Regions from separate parts of the Sus scrofa genome. Here region 2 is linked to region 1. A link is a contact called in public HiChIP or PLAC-seq data. All regions are on one chromosome and are shown on one strand. Each heading gives the region's core, a stretch centred on a gene start, on an enhancer-like site or on the middle of the called end of the contact. The rest is flanking DNA. Distances are from core to core; before and after follow the strand shown. Region 1 holds the start of KLHDC8B (kelch domain-containing protein 8B). Region 2 holds the start of TCTA (T-cell leukemia translocation-altered gene protein).

Region 1 (6,119 bases), core at 1,903-4,402:
CCCACATCCCCCAGGGCCTTACCCAGGACATAGATCTTGTTCCCATGTAGGAAGGTAGAAGCCCCATAGCAGGGTGTGGGCATCGAGGGCAGCGAAAGCCAGCAGTCCCGGCGGGGTTCATACACCCGAACCTGGGCCTGGGGGGCCGTGTCAGGGCCCATTCCCCCCAGTGCATACACCATACCATCTGCATGGGAAAGAGCAATAGAAACTATACCCCGGCCTGGCCACAGCACCCCACTCTGACAAATGCCCTGATCAGTCCTGGGAGGGTGGCTTAGGACCTATGTGCTTATGGTACCCCTCCCTAATGGCAGAAACTCTCCTGCCTGCCTGGAATGGGGGCTGGGAAAGCTAGGATTTCCACTCTGACCAGGGCCCCTCCAAGTGAAGAGCAGGAGACTGCTGATCTAATTATAATCCGTCTCCGTCTCCCTGGAGACGCTATGGCAACCAAGTCTGGCATCCAAGCAGGACCGGTGGTCAGACCTGGAGGCCACAAGGTGGGGACTCTCATGGGGAAAGGAGAGTGGAGGATGGTTTAAACCAAGGGTGGGGGCAATATGGAGATCTGTTCAACATGAAGTGCGGACGGGGGAGAGGGCTCTGGGGGTCAGCTAGGGAGCTAGGAAAGGGGCTTGGGCTTGCAGGATGGGGGTGTTGTCCACAAGCCTTTTGCCCAGGAACCCTGCCAGCACCTCTGCACCCTGCCCTTTCACTCAAGTAGGTTCTTGTCCTCTTATACTCTCAGAGTTGGCCGGGGGCATGTCTGAGGGCCTTGGGGAGATGAACTAGTCAGTTCCTAGCAACTGCCTTCAGGCCAGCTTGGCCTTTGTCCATCTCAGGCTCCCTGGTTTGTGTGTGTGGCTGAGGAATTTAAGCACTTGCTGGGCTCAGAGCCAAAGCCCTGCTACCCTCCCCCTCTCTCAAACTATTTATAACTGTGGGAATCATTGGGCCACCCCTCCTTGTGTCTTAGGGGGAATGGGGCAGGGAGGTGGCTTGGGCCTTTCATTATGCTGGCAGCTAGCCTGGGCTCTGTCTCCCACCTCACAGCTGGAAAAGGCAGTTAAGGCTGCTGTTAGCCAAGCTCAGAGCTAAATGAGAAGGATACAGGAAGCAAAGCCATGGCTAGGGCGCCCAGGCAAAATTTACAGTTCTTGCTCAATCTCTGAAGGTAAGGGACCAAGTCAGCAAAGAATAAAGGGTGTGGGGCACCTAAGGGACTTTTCTCTGGAGACCACTCACCTCTTTCCATAGTCGCAACCCCCATGGCTGCCTGAGGGAGGGTGGCCCGACGCTCCCAGCGGCCCTCATCAGCCAGGAAGGCCTCTACAGCAGCTACTGGGCTCTGGGCCTCATCCACTCCACCCACCACTAGCACCTGCTTGCCCAGTACCACAGCAGCTGCGCCTGCCCGAGCAGTGGGCAGGGGCGCCAGTGCCAGCCAAGTATGTGAGGCCATGTCCAGTGTCTCTGCAGTGTCCAGAGGCAGTCCAGTCCGGCCACAGCCCCCTAGAACTAGCAGGTGCCCATCCTGGAATGCCACTGTACCATATACCCGGCAGGTGGGCATGGATGGGAACACCTGCCAAGCAAAGGCCCGGCCACCTCCTGTAGCCATGGTGTTCACCCCCAGTGGCAGGCCATGCTATCTGCTCAAGCTGCAGGCTTCACTGAGGGGCATGATGGGGCCCCATATTGACTCTACTGGGGCTACAAGAGAGCGTGGGGCCAGTTCAAGGACTTTCACCTAGAGGAGAGAGGAAAAACAAAGGGTCAGAGCCATTGACAGCCCTTCAGGGTACAGATGAGCAGCCTGGCCCAAAACTGCTGGTGGGAAAAGCAGGGGGAGGACCCACCTGCACTGGCTAGCACACTGCTGTGGAGGCTCTCCAGAGTGGGAAGAAAGGTCATCTCCCAGTTACCCAGGCAACTTCCCCACTTCCTATGGGTCTTGAGGGAGTCTCCTCCCATCCCCTGCCCTCACCTAGTTATTCCCCAGTTGAATCTAGGTCTAGGTGGGAGGTAAGATGGCTAGGATAGGACTTTCCACCCTAGCCCTCTTCCCTTCCCCTCAAAAATCCTCACCTTGGTGCTCTGCATCAGTGGAGTTGTACTGTACCTTCCCCCTTACTGGCTTCCAGTGTGCTCTGGGCAGCCATTAGGGTCTCCCATCTGCTGCCAGAGATCAGACTCCAGGGTATCCTTACAAACCCTTTGGAAGCCAGGGGGGTGGAGGGTACAATAGAGTTTATCCATTCCTACCAGAAAAAGGGTGTTTGGGACTGGGAGGGGTTGGGCTGGAGGCCAGAGTCCCACATTTCCCCTCGAGGTCTACCCTCAGGGGTTTGTCTAAGCCAGGTCCCCAGGGGCCAGCCTTCTCCGGGTACAGAAGGCAGGGGGGAGGGGGGGATTGATTTTGGGATCCCATGAGTACTGGACTCCAGGTTCCCAGAGTCCAGGGTGTTTCCACCAGAAATGGGCAGCTGGACTTCACAGCAGATGTCGAAGTTCCCCAGCTTATCCATTCCCGCGAGGGCCACGCTCCTGGGACCCCAGGGCGCGAGGCCCTCCGGGCCGCAAACTTCCAGCACGCGAAAGGGGCGGAGGCCGGGTCCGGGCGAGCGCGTTTGGGGCTCCACACCCCGCGCCCCAAACTTCCCCTGAGCGCGGCTCCCGCGGGACTCACCGGCCGGGGCTCCGGCGCCGCCGGGGCGCAGGGTCCGCGGTTCCGGCTACGCTGGTGCGGGCTCTGGCTGGGGCTGAGGCCGGGCTCCGGCGGGGCTCGGGCTCTGCTCCTGCTCTGCTCCGGCGCGGGGCGGGGCTGGATGGGGTCCGCCTCTCGTCCCCCCTCCCGACTCGAGAAAACCTGCCCCCCTCAACCCATTCCGCTTTAACCCTGCACCTGCCGTGGCCGGAGCCGGGCGCGCCGACCCATGGTCACGCAAACGGGTGAACAGACAGACGGACACGTGGATACTGGGCCTGGCCAGGATTTGGGGGCGACCTCGGGCAGGTGGAGAAAGGAAGCACCGGTGGAGAACACGACACGTGTACGTTAGGGGCCGTTCAGAGAGGACCCAGCCTAGGCACACCGGTGAAGGGGCGGGCCAGCGGAACCTGGGGGCTTGTGGGGCTGGCACCCGCCCACCGTCACTGCGCTCAAAGGAGCCCAAAGACAGGCTTCGTGGTGGCGCCCCCTGGAGGCTTCTTAGGATATGGCCTGGGCCTCTGGTGGGGGTTGCGGCTGGGTCGCCGTTCCCAAAGCATGGACCAGGGCACAGAACAGATTCTGTGGTGCACATTGAGGCTAGCAGAGGGTGGAGGAGCAGACAGGGCCGGCATTAGTACCTGAAAAGTTCTTCCACAGCCGTGGGTGGGGGCAGTTTTTTCGGAGAGGGTAATTTTCGGAGAGGAAGAGTCAGAGGCCAGGGACCTCCCAAGCAGGTCATTCTGCCCTTATTCTGTAAGGCCTGAGGCCTGGGCTAGTTAATGTGACAGAGGCCGACCTACCTCACACCCAGACCCTGGCTCATCCTATCTTATGAGCATTAAGAGTATTGGCTTGGTCTGTGAGCTGAGGGACCATTCATAGAGGTCACTGGTCACCTATAAGAAGAGGTCCTCATGGTTGTGCTTACTACCATCTTGTTTCTCTTTAATGGACAGTGTCTGCCTCACTCTCCCCATAACTGGTGACTGAGGTACATGTGCATATAGTTAATGTGGGAGATGAGGACAGGAAGCACCTGCAGAGGTGTGGCAGAAGACAGGGAAAGCAGCCAATAAAGGGTGTGTCACAAAGCAAGTTCCCACTGTGGGCAACTGGCACCAAATCCTGCTGGGGACTCTGGGAGCCAGTATAGAACAAGGGCATCACATTACTGTTCCCATCAGAGCAAGGGTTGCTAAGGTATTAATTCTCAAATCTACAGCATTCATGGGTTTAGAGCAGCTTGGTGGCATGGGTATCCTAGCCTGGCTGACTTCCGGCCAGCCTAGAGTGTGGGCAGAGCCTTCTCCATGTCCAGAGAGAGAGTCTTCAGTCCCTTTCAGAGGCTGGCAGTTGGTGTTGGAGGGCCTGCATGGAAATGGTGCCAAGGCCAGTTGCTAATACTGGCTAGAAGGCATCCAACCTCCCACTCCACTCTGCCCTCACCATGCTCCTCACTTAGGGCACTGGTACCTTCCTCCATAGGATATCACTGCCCTGCAGACCCCCTTACATTTCCCACTATTCCCTTTCCAGGTCCCTCCCCTCTCCTTTCCATGACATAAAATGAATCTCATAAGAGTCTCCTACCTTTGGATACCTCCCAGTACCCCAAAACCCTCCAGTGTCCCCTTCTTCAACTCCAATAAAACTCTTGAAGTATCCTCTCTCGCAAGGTCCACTGCCTTGATATCTGCTATCTTATATCTGCTGCCATTGCTCCCCCAAACTTGGTCTCACCAACGTTGGAACATTATATAGCTAAAATTAGGGGGGCTATTTGGTCTTTGCCTTAACTGAAATCTTGCTGGTATTTTCAAAGCCTCACCCCTTGTGACTTTGGCTTCCTCCTGCTGCTTGTTCTGCCTCTCAGAGTCTTGTACAGGCCCTGCTTCCTCTCCTCCCCATGAAGTGGTTCCTCAAGACCCAGCCTTGGCTTTTCTCTGGCACACAGACTCCTTTCTGGGGTTCTTCCTCCTAGGCCACTTGCCTCACATCTAGAACTCCATCAGAACTCTCTGGTAAGGTGGATATGGGTTATAAAAGGGCTATAAAGGTTCCAAATGGAGAGCAAGGGCTGGATCCTGGGATAACCCTGTGGTCTCTTCACCCTTATTCCATCTGATCCCAGTTACACCATAGGGTCAGCATCCACCAAAGTCCAGATCAAGTCAGAGTTGGCCCTGATGAATAATTCCAGAGAGTTCCATCTGGGACATACTGGGTACCAAGAGGTAGAAGGATCATCCTCTCCTCAGGGAGCTAGGTACCTTAAACCATTTCCCCTAACCCCTGCCATCCCCCTAGTTCTAATGTCTGGAAGGGACACAGACTAAGGATGGACCTTCTCTTCCTGGTCCTCCATTTTGCACTGACCTCTAGGCTGGACATCACCAAAGAGGTATCCACTTTCCAGGACACATCTAGGTCTATGCCATCCCTGCAGGCTGGGCCCTGTATCTTCATGGAAGTAGCTTCTGTTTAAATAGCACCTGGCCCCATCTGCACAAAGGTGGCCAACACCGCTGGCTCTGGAGAAGCTGTGGAAGATAGCTGGGTCAGAAGGTAAGGCTGAACTGGTCCTAAGAGTAAAAAGCTAATCCTTAACCAGAGATGGAGCTCATCCACAGTTGGGGACTGTGAGTGTGAAGGTGAGGACTTCCTGATTGCACCCCCTGACACTCTGGCCTCTGAGACCCCACCTTTCCCTTCTCTATTCCAAGACCCAGGGCTGGGAGCATTGACCCCAGAGGAGCAAGATAGTTTTGCATTTTTTTTTCTTTTTTGTCTTTTGTAGGGCCACACTGGTGGCATATGGAGTTTCCCAGGTTGGGGTCTAATTGGAGCTACAGCTTCCAGCCTACACCATAGCCACAGCAACTCCGGATCTGAGCCGCATCTGCGACCTATATCACAGCTCATGGCAACGCTGGATCCTTAGCCCACTGAGCGAGCCCAGGGTTTGAATCCATAACCTCATGGTTCCTAGTCGGATTTGCTTCTGCTGCACCACGATGGGAACTCCCTCTTTTCTTTCTTTCTTTCTTTCTTTTCTTTTCCTTTTTTTTTTTTCTTTGTCTTTGACCACATCTGCAATATATATGGAAGTAGGCCAGGGATCAAATCTGAGTTACAACTGTGACCTATGCCACAGCTGCAGCAATCCCAGATCCTTAACTCACTGCACTGGGCCGGGGATCGAAACTGCACCACCACAGAGACAACAATGGATCTTAACCCATAGCACCACAGCAGGAACTCTGAATTTGCATTTCTTTCTGGACATCTTGACTGTGCGTGAAGGCACTGAAGACCCCACCATCAGTGCTGAGGCCCTGGGAAGCTCAGGGGCACAAGGTGAGGTCTAGGGTATGGTGTGTGTTTCTCTTTAGAGGTGCCCAGA
Region 2 (6,119 bases), core at 1,952-4,451, 220 kb before region 1:
ACCTGGCTTCCTTCCGGGAGAGACTGAAAAGAATATGCTTGGGAAAAGACAACTTCCATTGCCCACCTCCCACCTGGAGAGCTCAGGATGGGCGAAGGGAGGTCAATGTTCTCCATGGGTAGAGAGTGCCAGCTGCCCCCTGCCTTGTACTTGGATGGCCAGCTAAGTAACCATAAAGTATAAAGCTGTGTCCAGGCCAGGATTCCCTGGCCCCCTGCCAACAAAGCAAAACCAAAGAAATTTAGGAAAACCCAGGACTTAGGAGAAAAGAGACTTGCCTTACAAATCTGAGTTGGTCAACCTCAGGCTTCTTCTCAGAAGAACAAATCTCTATGGGGTCACATCCCAAGGGGATGGGAAGAGGACCAGGAAAAAGTCAAGACAGAAAATGGACTGTTAGTCATCCCAACCCAGAGGCTTCTGAGTTGACCCCTGAAAGAGGAGGATTATGCCTTTCCTTAAGGCACCCAGCTAAAGGTAGAGGCAAATTACTGGCTTGGGGCTGCTGGAGGCAAGGCCAAGGGCAGGGGAGGCCTAGGCCTGCCAGCACTGGGGTACCCCCCGCCCCCCAACCCCTACTCCTCTGCAGTCGTCCCTGGGGTCTGGGCAGTAGCAGAACCGGTGATGTCCCTGGAGACCCCTCTTGCTGCCTTCCCTTATTCTCTGTGGGTTTTGAGAGGTTCATTTGCTGCTGTTTCCCTGAAAGTGATGGAGAGAAGAGAAAAGGGGTTATTCCATTGGCAGCACAACAGTCCCCTTTTGGGGGCTGAGGTGGGCTCAGTAAGGTCACACTATAATCTAAACCTCTCTGCTGAAGTTCTAGAGCCCACACTGGGTCCACTACCTTTCCCCTGCACTCATTCTTCCTCCTTCACCTTGTGAATGGTGCTCCCATTCTTCCCCAGTTGACAGGGATAGAAACCTGGGCAGTGGCAGTCCTCTTAACTGGCTTCTTGCCCCTCTCTTTAGGACCTCTTTATCTATTTGCCATGAAGTAGGTATTTATAAAGGCAAATTAGATTAGGCCATGGCTTTGCTGAGTTCCTCAATAGTTCCCTGAGACCTGGGATAGATAGGGTGTTGCAGGTCCCTCCATGCCTTCTTTTTCTTGGCTGTCCTGTGGCATATGGAGTTCCTAGGCCAGGGATCAGATCTGAGCCACAGTTGCGACCTTAGCTGCAGCTGTGGCAATGCCAGATCCTTAACTCACTGTGTTAGGCTAGGGATAGAACCTGCATTGCAGCACTCCCAAGATGCTGCTGATCCCACTGTGCTACGGCAGAAAGTCCCATGACTACTTCTTTTTTCTTTTTTTTGTCTTTTGTCTTTAGGGCCGCACCTGTGGCATATGGAGGTTCCCAGGCTAGGGGTCTAGTTGGAGCTACAGCTGCCAGCCTGCACCAGAGCCACAGCAATGCCAAATCCAAGCCACGTCTGCGACCTACACCACAGCTCACGGCAACGACAGATCCTTAACCCAGTGAGGGAGGCCAGGGATCGAACCTGCAACTTCATGGTTCCTAGTTGGATTCCTTTCCGCTGCCCAGGATAGGAACTCTGACTTTTTTTTTTTTTTTTTTTAATCTGCAGCATGTCGAAGTTCCTAGGCCAGGGATTTAACCCAGGAGATAGCAATGACTGGAGCTGCTGCAGATCCTTAACCTACTGCACCACAAGGGAACTCCCCTCCATGCCTTCTTGTTTGAGTTCCAGTGGCACAGCCTTGTCTATCCTTCCAATATGTCATCCTGCTCTTGTCTTTGGGTCTTGTTCTATCCATTCTCTTTGCTTGGTATACTTTACTACCCCCTAGACTTTGCCTTCAGGTGTCTGCCTTAGGAGTCACCTGCTATGATGGCCCTTGCCTCTGCATTGCTTCCCTCCCCTTTTAAACCTCTGGCTCCCCCTGTGAGTAGGGCCTGGGATGTTCTTATTCTCTAGATCTAGCGTGGCCCCTGCCATGTACTAGGAGCTCAGAGATCAGCTGAATGAATGCACTGATTAGTGAGTTCATGTTTTACAGATGAGGAGGCTGATCCTGAGGAGGCCAGTCAGCGCACTAAGGACAGAGGCTCCTGTTTTTCCAAATTAGGGGCTTATGGTGGACTGGAATCCAACAGGCTTGCCCCTTCATCTCTGAAATTGTGACAATAATGTCACCTGCCCCACAGGTTACTGAACAACATAATGATGGGTTGTTTAGACATCAGTGTCACTTACAGCTTGAGCTCTAGTTAGAGACCTTGGAGTTTACTGCAAAGGCCACTAAGCTGGTGGACTCCTACCCTGAGAACTCCCCTCCCCTATCCTCAGCTCAGGAGTGGCCTCTATGTGCCAAGCATGGGGTTAAAGTGGGAAGAGATTTACTCACCAGGACGAGAAATGCGTGGAGCCATCAGGTGTGGATCCGTTCTGGCTGCCCAGACCTGGGGGCAGGAACACATCCAGAGCTGCAACAGGCTGGGGGTGGGTATCTGAGCAGGCATCAGCCCAGGTCAGGTTAGAGGCCAGTGGTATTTGTTGGAGAGTGTGGTGGAGGCCCTAAAGAACTTGTGGTATTGTCTGATGAGAGTGCAAGGGAAATTATATATCATGGGTGGACTGGTGGGGTTACTGGCATGAAATGCTATGTTGACATGGGTCAGGATACAGCGTTGTCATTAGGTTCTCAGGGCACCAGTGGTAATCTGGGGGGGAGGGTTCGGGGAACCCGAAGGTACAGTCAGTGCGGGAAGAGGGTGGCCGGTCCACGGAAGTTGGTGGGGAGCCTCACCTGGGCGGTGATACAGCCCGGTCACCGTACTCCCGTAGAACCCCCACGCCAGCTGGATGCTCAGGAGACTTAACACCAACCAAAGCAGCAGCAACTTGAAGAGGGTCACGCGCATGTCCTGAGCCTCCCACTCCCGCAGGAACTCGCTGCCGAGGGCGCCCAGCGCGCCCAGCACCGTGGCCGGCAGAACCTGCAAGGACTGCCCCGACCAAGGCTCCGCCATGACTGGCCGGTGGCGGACCCAGGGGACTGTCACCGTAGTCCCCACTGCGCAAGCGTCCGGTCTTCCGGAGCCAGACTCAATAATGCGCACGCGTAAACCGAGGCATGGAGCGCCTACCTCGCCTGCGCGCAGAGTTGGCAGTTGGGGCGGAGCAGTAAAACCGCGCACGCGCACCAAGCCCCACCCTGCTTAAAGGATGAGTGACTCGAGGAGTATAAAATAGCAACCAGCTCTTTTATAGCCCCAGAGTTCCCGTGATGCACCACGCGGCTGCAATGATTGGTTAAGCGTCTTGCTTTTAGGGTGTGGACGCGCTCCTGAGCAATCGTGGCTGAGCCCTGAGTGCGCGCGCGTGCGCGGGGCCGCGACCGGGGCCGGCTCGAGCCCGCTGGGCACTCGGGGGCGCGCACGTCGCTCCCCGCCCTCCCGCCGCCGTCGCCGCCCGCTCTTGCTCTCTCGCGCTCCCCGCCCGTCGCTCTCCGTCGGTTCTCTCGTTAGTCCACCGCCACCTCCACAGCCACCCGCCGTAGTCTTCGAGCTCGCGACTCGCGGACAGGCGTTCTCGGCGCGGAGAAGCCGGCCTTGGAGTCGTCGCCTTAGGTGAGCGAGAGGGTTCCCTCCTGGCGTCCCGGGCCCGCCCGCCCGGCACTCTTCCGGCCGCCCGCCAGCCGCCGCCCCGCCGCGGCCGCGCCCCACCTGCTGCTCTCGGCCGGGAGCCCCAGGACCCTGTCCCCTGACCCTAACTCGGGGCCCAGTAGCCGGGCTCCTCTTCCCAAAGCGGCGGCCCCGCCCGCGCGGTCCCCGGAAGCGCGCCCCGCGGCCTCCCGCGCCCCTTCCCCCGCCCGGCCAGGCCTGGTGGAGCCCTAGCCGCCTGCCCGCCCCGCGGTCCCGGGCGCTTCCTCTCTTAGGGCTGCGCGGGGCAGGGCGGGGGTTGTGAGACTGGCCCCACGACCCGGGGGGCAGCCGGCCGCTGGGAAGCGTGCTTGGCTATCGGAGTTGAAATGGGAAAGAAACTCTTTACAACTCCATTTTGGCTTTTACATTTAGTATGAAACATGAATCACCGTTTTATACTTGGTGAAGTCCAGTTACGTTTTGGGTATTTTCCTTTTTAATGCAGTATTCTTTGAGATTGTGTTAAGTAAAACAGTGTTGAAATCCTAGGGGTTAGGATTCTTCGATATTGGAAGAAGGGAATTTTCCAATTGAAGGGGATATTTTTCCTGATTAAACTATGTAGCATAAAAATATAGTATTAATTTGCAATTTTTCTTAGTCTGAGTTATTACCTTGATTAGGAATCACCTAAACATCTGTCCAGTTGGATCCAGTTACATGTTCATTAAATAGCACTATTTGCACTCGATTTGTTCAAAACCATGATTAGTAGTTAATGATGGAAAATTGGCATCCTTTTTACTTAAAGTTGGTTTCCCTTGTGTTTCATAATGGTCCTGATAAAAAGTTTTTACCTCTGTTGGTAACTTGTTTGGTTCTCTTTGTATTTAAGACAGTCTTTTGAAGTAAATGTCCCTTGCAGGTGTGTAATCAGATTATATTCCTGCCAGACCTGAAGGGGAAAAATACTTTAAAAAATTCTTTTAAATGTTGTATGTGGTGAGAATTTGTCAGCCACCTTGTGTCACACATCCAGATGTGTAATGCATTTGTACCATTGCATGATTGTCACTTTAGACATGACTAAATTGGGAGAGATGTTGTTTTGAGCATTTGGCACAAGTGACATTGTTTGGGGTGAAGATAAAAGATTAGCTTTTAATTATAAAGGGTAACTTAGTGAAGGATCTCTTTTGATAAATTGTCTTGAGTAGTTCCATCTAATTTTTGTAGAGCACTGGTGGCCCTTGGGAACATAAAATATCAGATGGAACTTGATTTTAGTAAAGATTAATCCTAGACTCATAGCTTCCGTTCTCATAAAAATCTGTATTAAAGGGAAGACGTTTTCATTGATCAAGAATTTTAGACGTGAAAGAAATCTTCAGGACTTGTAGTCCAACTCCATTTGCAGATGAGAAACTGAGTCCGACAGTCTTCAGTAAATTTCTCAAGGTCATATGTCTATAGTCAGGTGCCAGCCAGAACTATTTTCACTCTAAGATCTTCTTTATGTACTCCTAAACAGCTTGCTTAGAGTCAGCTAAAATTCAGTGCTTTCAACTTATTATAGTGTTTCTCCTATTATATATTGCTGATTTTATATACATTGAGAGAATCAGGAATATTTCACAAACAAATGTTTTTTAGCTTTTGCTCTGTTTTCTGTAACTGGATGGTTCTACAGCAGTTGATTGAAATAGGTAAATGAATATGCAGAGTCTCTGCCTGGCCTAGGTCATGGCTTTAGGTGTTTTGGTCTTCTTACGGGACCATCTTCTTCGGAGGTAAGCCCAGACTCCCTTGCTGTAAAACTAAAAGAATTAGGCCCTGATAAGATGTTATCAGGCGACTGTGGACTCTTTTTACTGTTGATTTGAAGCAGGATGAAGGGAAATAGCATATATCAAGAATATAGTTTCCATTGTTTGTGGTGATGGTTTTGCTGGAGTGTTTTCGGTCCCAATTCTTTTTTTGTCTGTCAGAAAACTCTTTTTAATAGTTTATCCTGGTCATGTGGGGTTTAAGTTATTTGGAGAGTAAAAACAGGTAGATCTTCAGGTGCTTCGTGTCCATTAAGGTGGAGTCCAAGCAGTGACTGGAGGAGGTGGGTTGCTACTTTGGGTCTTCTTACTTGTCCTGAGCTGAGAGATTTTTGTTAACTCTCAGAAGACAGATCGATTTTTCAACTTTTATGAGTACCAATTTGGACCTGCTGGGCTTCTATAGATAGCACCTTGTGTTTAATTGCATTATGGTTGCTAGTGATAATGATAAGTGGTGCATAATCACTGAATTTTAATCACATACATTTGTAATTGTAAAAGGTCCCTAAAGATATTTCATCTTCCTTTACCACTTAGTTTATCCCTTTATGCACCTGGCCTGTAGAACTGTTTGCCTGTACCTTCACATTAATGCAATGAAGTTTTAAACTTGTGTTAATGTATCTTACTATACTCTGCTCTTTGGGCATTTGCTAACTGTTAAGTACTTGTGAGATTA

What was found. HiChIP or PLAC-seq counts read pairs in DNA pulled down with a chosen protein or histone mark.
Region 2: a contact with region 1 is called in an H3K27ac HiChIP or PLAC-seq map of alveolar macrophages. The contact joins the promoter of TCTA here to the promoter of KLHDC8B in region 1. A contact is called at or near these places in 1 of 5 promoter capture datasets (liver), 1 of 47 Hi-C or Micro-C datasets (embryonic fibroblasts) and 1 of 2 datasets of contacts at active chromatin or transcription factors (alveolar macrophages).

What each region holds. Positions count from the first base shown.
Region 1 is chr13:31,772,372-31,778,490 of Sscrofa11.1, reverse strand. It overlaps KLHDC8B (kelch domain-containing protein 8B), which reads right to left and starts at 3,152. Exons shown (of 6, transcript XM_013981665.2): 1 at 2,909-3,152; 2 at 1,249-1,753; 3 at 23-187. The coding sequence starts at 1,624.
Region 2 is chr13:31,988,490-31,994,608 of Sscrofa11.1, reverse strand. TCTA (T-cell leukemia translocation-altered gene protein) reads right to left here and starts at 3,201. Exons shown (of 3, transcript XM_021068739.1): 1 at 2,774-3,201; 2 at 2,372-2,426; 3 at 1-699. The coding sequence starts at 2,996. The coding sequence ends at 657. RHOA (ras homolog family member A) reads left to right here and starts at 3,402. Exons shown (of 6, transcript NM_001244437.1): 1 at 3,402-3,596.